Linked DNA regions of Sus scrofa: region 2 is linked to region 1. A link is a contact called in public Hi-C data. All regions are on one chromosome and are shown on one strand. Each heading gives the region's core, a stretch centred on a gene start, on an enhancer-like site or on the middle of the called end of the contact. The rest is flanking DNA. Distances are from core to core; before and after follow the strand shown.

Region 1 (4,700 bases), core at 711-3,210:
TCCCAAGGAAAACTTAAATTGACTCTTCAGCAGAATAATCCTCAAACATACTTTATAAGCAAAATGAGAACTGTTGTTTACATAGTTTTTGGATTTTGCTGTTCCTAATTTTATTCTAAAACTCAATTGTACCCTAAACCATAATTACCACATTAACTTTGTAATGCACATTTGTAGGCAATTTTGCAAAGCAGTAGTATACCATCAGGTTCTATTTACCCAGCCCGTAGGAAAAACAGGATTGGTCACACCCATTTAAAAACTAATCTCATGCTATTTGCCAATGTGAATTTTCAGTCTAGGTTCTGACAGTGAAATATACGCATCTATATATTTGTATATCTCATCTTGATTTTCAAAGGTAGGCAAAGGGAGTTCTTCACAGCTTAGCTTTGCTGGGCTGAAGCTGAAGATTCTGTAACTTCATAGCCAGACCCATGTTGCCAAGGACTTTCAATTTGCCTTGAAAGAAGGCCTGTAAGAAGAGAGAAAATTTATTATTCGGTGTTTTGGGTTTTGAGATTGCTGATATTTCTAGACTACCCAGTCCCGAGATGATTTATTTATCCAGATCTCTTAAACTTTCCGGAATAGATTTGGAACCAGATTCTTCAAAAGGACCAATGTGCAAAAGCCATGCTTTACGCAGAGCAGTCAAAGGTGCATCCTCCCCAAATGTGTTCTCTGAGAAAGTGAGCCTGCTTTTACCTGCCTTCCTCAAAGGGAGTACATTTTCCAAATATTAGGCAAAGTGGGTCCAGACTAGACTGATTTTGTTTAAATCCCGTTACACGTGGAGCAGAAATATGAGCTGAAATTTCCAGGGCTCAGCTAGCAGGGAGAAAAAGCACATGCGTAACTCACCAAGAAACTCTTGGGAGTCAATACAACGTGGGTGAAATGCCACCAAGTCTCTTCCTTTTTCGGTCTCCACGATCAGGACTGATTCCCTACAGAGGGAGGCCAGGCAGCCTGCTGGGACCGAGGTGCCTGTGCTAATCTTTGGCTCAATAAAGAGCATCAAACCGATCCCAAGGGCAGAGCCACAATTTGTTCCATTTCACAACTGCCTGGGATTAGATCACATGATGTTTGCTAAATTTATCATGTAACAAAACCCCAGGAAGACTTTAAAGAAATACCAAAACTGAGAACACAGCATGATTTCCCTGCTATGATCTCAGCCTTTTAACTTAATTCTTAAAATAAGGGAAAGTGAGAGGAGAAGTTTCTGGTAGCCTTCGCCTCCTAACAAGTTCACTAAGATGTCACGGGCTCTTCTGCCTCAACCGTAGGAAGGCACAGAGCTCTGCTTTCTCTGCACCTTCTGGTAAGGGTGACTAATTCCTTTCTTTTCCCCCTTCCTCTGTCTGGACAAACTAAATATTTCCTTTCTATATGGCACACAGCCTTCTGTCTGATGGCTTAAAGGTCAGGTGTCTCAGAACACGATACACTGCACATATGCCTTAAAAATATGGACCGGGAGAAATTCGGCATCTTCCCCTTTTATTAATTAAAAGAGGAAATGGCTTTTTAGTTAATCGTTATTATAGAAAAGACACACCTTCACCTTTTAGAGAACCCAAACTTAAGAATCACTTAAATCTGGCCCCTAGCGTGTTCCTCCCGTGGGCTTCCTGTTAGAGAGCACAATGCTTTGTTTCAACTGCAGCCAAACACTGAAATTATAATTTCCACTGCATTTGATGGTTTCCAGTCAAATCCTCTACGGAGCATAAGGAAAGGCCATTAGCACAACCACAGAAAGGTCTCCAGGTTTTATCTGTAATGCCTTAGGGTGCTAACAGGTGTTCAGGAAAAGCAAACTGACACTTCACTCCCCCAAGTGGGGGGCAAACAGATAAACTGAGAGGACGAGGGCAGCTGCGTGTGAAGTCTGCTTGCCCTGCCAAGGAAGCGTGCGGAGTGGACCGAGGAACAAGCAGCAGTGGGTGGGAAGGTGGATGTCCGCCAGCTCCGAGACTGGTGGCCTGTGTTCTGTCCAGATTTTTGGAGAGGGTGCAGTGGGTGGAAATGCCAGCTGTCAATGGTGCGTATTCAGCCGAAACGTCACAGACCCGTCTCTCACGTGTCAATGCATGTCTGAAAGATGCTTAGCTGCCTTGAAAAAGCATTTTAAAAAGGCACAGGAGTAGGAGTCAGATTTAGCTGTTTTATCCAATCTTTCAAATTATGAGGGTATGGCAGGAACAAGATCTAAAACAAACCAGGCCAAGGCAACAAAAAATAAGGTTACAATGGAAAGCAGCAGCTTAACTTCGTGTTATCTATGACTAACGGACGGCTCAGGACACCACATCTGTTCAATCCTGTGCCTCTCAACAGGGGAAGAAGACCTTTGACGATCTGGGGGCCCAGACCATCTAGACGAGACATAAACCCATTTTAGACAGATACAAACTAATCCAGGCATCATGCTAAGTTCTGGAGACAAGAAGATGAACAACGGAGTTCCCGTTGTGGCTCAGTGGAAACGAATCTGACTCGTATCCATGAGGATGCAGGTTCGATCCCTGGCCTTGCTCAGTGGGTTAAGGATCTGGCATTGCCGTGACTGTGGTGTAGGTCGCAGACGTGGCTTGGATCTAGTGTGGCTGTGGCTGTGGCTGGCTGGGCCAATGACTACAGCTCTGATTTGATCCCTAGCCTGGGAACCTCCATGTGCCATAGGTGCGGCCCTTAAGACAAAAAAAAAGATGATGAACAAGATATGGTTCATTCCCTTGAGGCAGACACAGTCTAGCAGGGGCACATTATGACCAATAAAATCAGAGACCTGCCAAGCTTGCAGTCCAGGAAGTGGCCCAGAAGAGGGACTGTCCACAGCCCCCTCGCAATGCGGCAGGAGGTCTTTGGAAAGGACATTTTGAAAGCCAAGGAGCTTGTCGAGGAAGGACAGTTCAAGTGAAATGAGAAGAGGCAAAGGTACAAAATGGAAGGGATCCTGCCTTTGTTCACACCCGTCCCTCTTTCTGCCTCGATGGCTCCTACTCTGCATGTGGGCAATGCCAGTTCCTAATCCGCCCCCCGCCCGTCCCCCGGACGCAGCCAGGTATCACGTCACAGGGGAAGCCTTCTCTGATGGCCCAGGAAGACCCGGCTTCTCCTTCCCCCACTCTCCCACCCCAACCACAAGCTGGGGAGGGGGGCACCTCGAATATTTGGCTGCGCTTAAGTCTGTTGCAAACCTGACTTATACCGAACGGGGGATGCCCTGAGCATGGAACTATTTCTTAGTCACCTGGGTATGTGAAGTACACAGGACAAAAACCTAAGAAAAAAGAAAAAAAAAAAAAAAAAAAGAAAGTACACAGGACAGGGTCTGGCACATGGTCAAGCTCCACAATGGTCTGTCATTTGTTAAGTGAACCTTTCGGGAAACACGGAGTTTGGCGGGTCTGCCCGCTCTGCACTGACCACTTGCTGAGGCGAGTGATGAAGAAGAGGCCACCCCCCCAAGCCCCGAATAGAGGCATATAAGCACCATCATACTCACCAACTGAGGATTCATTTTACCATCATCAAAGCCACTAAGTCTGAGTCGGACATCGTTATTGTGCAGTCGGCTTTCTTATCTGAAACAGGGACGGGCAGAAGGCAGGAGAAAAGCAAGAAGGGTTCAGGGTCATGCATACATTTTATGAGACCGACACGCTGCCTCCTGCGCTAAGGAGACAACGCACGAACACATGTTAGTCAAAAGCCACGAGTGCATCGGAATCACATCCGGCAGGAGTGTGGCAAAAAGGGCACTGACATGCATTTCTCTGGCCACCTGGTAAAATGTGGCATAAATCCCAAGCAACCTCAATATTTAACAAGAGGGCACCTTATTAAATCAATCATGGTACGTTCACATCACTACAAGGCGGCCATCAGATGAGGCGGAACTGCACTCTACCGACTTGAAAAGATATTCATGGGATATTGTTCATGATACCGTCATATAAGCCAGTTACAAAACAAACTGTACGCGTGAGCCCATTTCTTCCTTCGAAACAGATATTCAAGTCTACATATATAGGAAAAACATCCGGAAACTTCGACATCGATACAGTAATAACAGTCACTGTGGCGCCCAGACTCTAAGGTCTGCCTTCGGGGGTTCGTGCCTTCCTAGAACACACCCTCGCGTGTGGGCAGGACCTGGGACTTGCGTCTGGCCTCCAGAATGTGGCAACGGTGATGGGATGCACTTCCTGAGTCCTGTGACATTCTGCAAGACTTGTCTTGCTGGTTAACTCACTGTCACTCTCCTGCTGGCCTTGAATAGACTAGCTGCTATTCTGTGCACTGCATACCACATATAGAGAGGGCTCCAGGGCAGGATGCTGGCCTGTAGGAGCGGAGGGCAGACTCTGACCTACGACCCATAGGAACGAAATCGATCACGGTCACAGCTGCAAGGAAAGTGTCAGCAACATGCATGGGTTTGCACAGGAAGCCTTCCCCAGTCAAGTCTCCAGATGAGAACCCAGCCTTGGCCAAAACCCTGCCTGCCGCCTATGAGACCCTCTGCAGAGGATGCGGCTAAAGCTGCCTTCCGCCAACTTACCCATGGAAACGGAAAGGTACTAATGTATATATTGTTTTAAACCACTAAATCTGTGGTAATTTGCTATGTGGTAAGAGAAAATAAATAGCTATATAGATCAGGGTTAATGGATTTTTCTGTA
Region 2 (4,700 bases), core at 970-3,469, 140 kb after region 1:
ATGCATGAGGGTTCTCCCCACCCAGGACAACACTTGTTTTTTGTTTTTGTTTGTTGTTGTTTATAACCCCCTTGTGGTGGTTTCTTTTTGCATTTCCCTAAGGACTAATGTTGAGCTCTTTGCATGTGCTGACTGGCTTATCTTTGGAGAAATGACTGTTCTGAGTCCTTTGTCCTTCGTGGGGTTTGTTTTTAGTTGTCAGGGGTCTTTTCCACGGGTTGTCTTTTCACCCTCTTGATAGTGTCCTTTGATGCATAAAAGTTTTTAATTTTGATGAAACCTAGTTGATCTTCTCGTTGTTGCCCCTCTCCTCTTTTGACCTCCCCTCCCCTTTCCCTCCCTGGCTTCCTTGACCATGTTTTTCTGGTGTTTCTCCTTCCTCTCTGGCTGCTTCCCTTCAGGTTTCCTTTTGCTGGATCCTTTGACAGCCTGGGATTCAGTACTGAGTCTTTGCCATCAACCTATCACCATCTGCAGGTGCAGACCTGAAGGAGCGGGAGCAGATGAGTGAGGCGGAGGTGGGGGTCTTTGTCCAGCGGCTCCGAGGCCTGATGAATGAGATTGGTGAGGGTCCTGGAATGGGGAGGAGGAGGGCGTTCAGGTTCTCTCTGATCCCCGACCCACCCCACCTGCCAGCCTCTACTCCAAAGAGAGGGCAGTTTTTGTGGGGATCTCTGAGGAGAGATAGATGACTCTGTGAGGAGGGGGAGCACAAGGAATTCCATGAGGGGGAGGGTGGCAAGAGGCTCAGAAGGCCTTTCTCCCAGAGGGAGCCCTGGCTTCTCAGCCCTTGTGCCCTGCTAGTCCTGACCCCCGACCCCTGTGCTCTCAGGGTCAAGCCTGGCTATGCCAGAGGAATCAACTTTTACCAAGCATGCTTTCAGGCTTTGACGATTACTGTTCTTTTTGCCTGGTATATCCCTCCTTGGCCATCTGATCTTTTTATTCGATCTTTAAGACCACCAGTGCCTCCTCCTCCAGGAAGCCACCCCTGACCCATCCTCCAAGTTTCCTTTTTCAGAGCACTGATCATCACTGGCTATTTACAGGTCTGCCTTCCTCATGCCTGAATCAATTTTGTGTTCCCAGCACCCTGCATGGTGCCTGGCACACAGAGATGAAAAGGGAGAGCAAAAAGGCTAGTTCCAGGGAGGCCAGCAGGAGAGTGGGCCTGAGCAGGGCTCATCCTGCCCACCTCCCCACTCCCGTTCCCCAGCTGACCCCATAGCTTTCCCTAGGGGCGAAACTGACTTCTAAGATAACTTGGCTGATGGAGTTCTCTTGTGGTACAGGGGGTTAAGGGTCCAACATTATCACTGCAGTGACTAGGGTCACTGCTGTAGCATGGATTCAGTCCTTGGCCCTGGAACTTCCATATGCTGGGGGCACTGCCAAAAAAAAAAAAAAAATAGATGACCTGTCTGAGGTACCATGTAAGGTCCCCAAATCTAGGACCAGTGAAACCCTCTGTCCCCTTAGGTCCTGTCCTGGTCCCGCCAGGGCCTTGCAGGCTAAGCCCTTCTTCATCTCCACAGCAGCCTTCCCTGCGCCCACCATCGCAGCTATGGATGGGTTTGCCTTGGGCGGAGGCCTGGAACTTGCCCTGGCCTGTGACCTCCGAGTGGCAGGTACCGGACAGGGGGAGAGGTGCGGTGGGGTGGGGAGGGAAGAGTAGAACAGGCTCATTCTGGGGATTCTGCCATCAGCCACTGCTCTTGGCTTTCCAACCAACCCAGAACTAAAGGCAACGTGGGGGTAGGGAGTTCAGGCAGATGGTTCCCCTCCCAGCTCAGCCACAGACTGCTGTAGTAGCCGCCCCTTCTTGGAGGCAGCTGCTCTCATCTCAGGAATGTTCCCACCAACCTCTGCAAAAAGAGCAGAGAGGGCGGGGCTGAGGACAAAGATTACCTGTTCAATGCTTTTTTTTTTTTTTTTTTTTTTTTTTTGCCTTTTAGGGCTGCACATGCAGCATGTGGAAGTTTCCAGGGTAGGGATCAAACTGGAGCTGCAGCTGCTGGCCACGGCGACAACCACAGCCACATGGGATCTGAGCCAGTCTGTGACCTACACCACAGCTCACAGCAGGGGCAGATCCTTAGCCCACTGAGCGAGGCCAGGAATGAACCCGCAGCCTCATGGATACTGGTCAGGCTTGTTCCCGCTGAGTCAAAAGGGAACTCGGTGTTCAACCTTGCAGTCCTGTCCGTGCCAGCTCTATCTAACATGTTATATAAACCGAGGGCACAGTCTTTCATCTGCCCAGCCAAGCGCAAACCTTCCTGGGCAGCAGCACTGCCCTTGGGTTTATCAGTGGCAAAGGTTTGTGTTACTTGTTCAGAGAAACTAAGCTTTGGAGTGGAGGAAAGGGTAAATGATCACTTTTTAACCTTACCAACTTGGTGGCTGGGCCTGTCCTTCTTCGAAGCAATCGGAACAAGTCTGAGTGCCTTCATGGTGCTATTCTTACCCTTACTCCTTTCTCTTAGCACCCATGGAATAATTTTTTTTTTCTTTTTTGCTTTTTAGGGCTGCACCCATGGCATATGTAAGTTCCCGGGCTAGCATTCAAATCAAAACCACAGCTGCTAGCCTACGACACAGCCACAGCAACACAGGATCTGAGCTGTGTCTGTAACCTACACCACAGCTCTTGGCAACACCAGATCCTTAACCCACTGAGCAAGGTCAGGGATTGAACCCACATCCTCATGGATCCTAGTTGGGTTCATTAACTGAGCCGTGAAGGGAACTCCAAGAACATTTTTTTTTATAATTATGTAACTCCAAGAGTTCCCCTGAAGCTTAGTGGGTTAAGAATCTGGCACTGTCACTGCCTGCAGCTAGGGTTGGTGCTGTGGTATGGCTTTGATCCCTGACCCGGGAACTCCTGAATGCTGCAGGTGCAGCCAAAAAAAAAAATTTTTTTAAGTGTAAAGGGAGTGTTTATCTACATGATGCATAGCAAAGAGAAGGCATCAAACTACCAGGCCAGGTCATAGCCCCAACTCTGCTTCTGGCGTGCCCATGTTTATTAGGTCAACTAACTGGCGGGGTTGGGAGCTAGGAGCAAGGCCATAACTGTACCCCCCCACCCTACCTGCATGCATGGTTCAGATGGCCTGTACTGAGGGAATTCAGGAGAAGGCTTGGGGTGGGGCGCTCAGGGAGGGCTTCTCAGAGGAAGCAGAACTTGGAAGGAGGATGTGGAACAGAAATTTCAGGCTGATGAAAGCTGAGAAGAGTAACTGTTGAGAGCAGGAGTCGCAGACATTTGGGAACAGACCTGAGCTAAGGATGCAGGAGACAGAGAATTCATTAACTTACAAATAGGTGTTGGGCACCTTCTAGGAACCCTCTCCTAATTCCAAGCACCATTACCTCATCTGAGCCTTAGCAGCCATCTGAAGCAGGAAGAGAGGGGTAATTGTCTTTTTCCCACTGCTGAGGCTCGGAAAGCATAAGAGACTTGCCTGGTGAGTCAGGGAGGCCGGATGAGGGCCTGGCCTCCTGTCTTCCAAGCGAGGGCTCTTCCAAAGGCAGTGTCTGGAAGAGTTCGGCTGTGGCCACACCATCAGGGAACTGGCTTATCAGAGGGGTAAGCAGAGCCTGCAGGTGCTGTCTCCTCTCCTTGGGGACTGGCGCTGGAAGGTAGGGTAGAGTTTCACTCTGTTCTGTTTAAGCAGCTTCCTCGGCTGTCATGGGGCTGATCGAGACCACCCGAGGGCTCCTCCCGGGAGCAGGTAACCATCCATCCTTCCCCTCAACCTGTTCAACTCTACTCTGTCCAGCATAATCCCTGGCTCTCTTCTTTTGCCCTGTGTCCTGGGCTCTGCCCTGCCACCCTAACTCACTCCCCCAAGAGGTCTTGGCTGACTTGCAGGCTGGGCTTCCTCGGGGCTTCCACTTCCCATGCAGATTCACCACCCCTGCTCCACCCTGACAGGGGGCACTCAGAGGCTGCCTCGATGCCTGGGCGTGGCCCTGGCGAAGGAGCTCATCTTCACAGGCCGACGACTGAGTGGGATGCAGGCCCAGGCTCTGGGGCTGGTGAACCATGCTGTGGCCCAGAACGAGGAGGGCAACGCCGCCTACCACCGGGCTCTAGCACTGGCCCAGGAGATCCTGCCCCAGGTGTGGTGGCAGCCGGGCACAGGATGCCCGTGCCATAGGGGTGCACGTGGAGGGTGGAGGGCGCTGGGGGCAGGGGGGTCTCATGGGGCCGCAGAAGATTCATTTACTTCCGCCCCCATCCCCGTTCCTGTCATGGCTCAGCGGAAACAAATCAGACTAATATCCATGAGGACTCGAGTTCAATCCCCGGCCTCACTGAGTGAAGGATCTGGGGTTGCCGTGAGCTGTGGTATAGGTCACAGACACAGACGCGTTGCTGTGGCTGTGGTGTAGGCTGGCAGCTGCAGCTCCGATTCGACCCCTAGCCTGGGAACCTCCATATGCCGTGGGCACGGGCCTAAAAAGCAAAAAAAAAAAAAAAAAAAAAAAAATTAAAGAAAGTGACTGAAATACCATAAGGAAAGACAATAACTTGCATTTTGGCATTTATTTTGCATAATTCAGAATAAAATATAAAAACAAGTATTTTATTCTAAAGAGCACAAAACATACCAATTTTTGAAAAACTAAATGTTTAATGCATTCCAAATATAAAAATTATAAACATGTAAAACAAAATATAAGCCTAT

Evidence for each region. A called contact is a pair of places that touch in the nucleus more often than the background predicts.
Region 2: a Hi-C map of liver shows a contact between it and region 1, with 5 times the contacts expected there. The contact joins two enhancer-like sites. A contact is called at or near these places in 1 of 47 Hi-C or Micro-C datasets (liver) and 2 of 2 datasets of contacts at active chromatin or transcription factors (alveolar macrophages and skeletal muscle).

Annotation. Positions count from the first base shown.
Region 1 is chr6:159,190,666-159,195,365 of Sscrofa11.1, forward strand. SCP2 (sterol carrier protein 2) reads right to left here. Exons shown (of 22, transcript NM_001168415.1): 20 at 3,542-3,599; 21 at 3,521-3,539; 22 at 380-475. The coding sequence ends at 380. Among named protein-coding and RNA genes, the nearest start is that of PODN, 14 kb to the left of the region's middle. Within about 2 kb of position 1,961, at least 16 of the 83 cell types and tissues checked have an H3K27ac peak or open chromatin away from gene starts, as enhancers often do. A contact at or near this core is called in liver, where this site is marked.
Region 2 is chr6:159,335,057-159,339,756 of Sscrofa11.1, forward strand. It overlaps ECHDC2 (enoyl-CoA hydratase domain-containing protein 2, mitochondrial), which reads left to right. Exons shown (of 10, transcript XM_021096622.1): 4 at 478-564; 5 at 1,536-1,628; 6 at 3,684-3,740; 7 at 3,944-4,131. Among named protein-coding and RNA genes, the nearest start is that of ECHDC2, 11 kb to the left of the region's middle. Within about 2 kb of position 2,220, at least 7 of the 83 cell types and tissues checked have an H3K27ac peak or open chromatin away from gene starts, as enhancers often do. A contact at or near this core is called in liver, where this site is marked.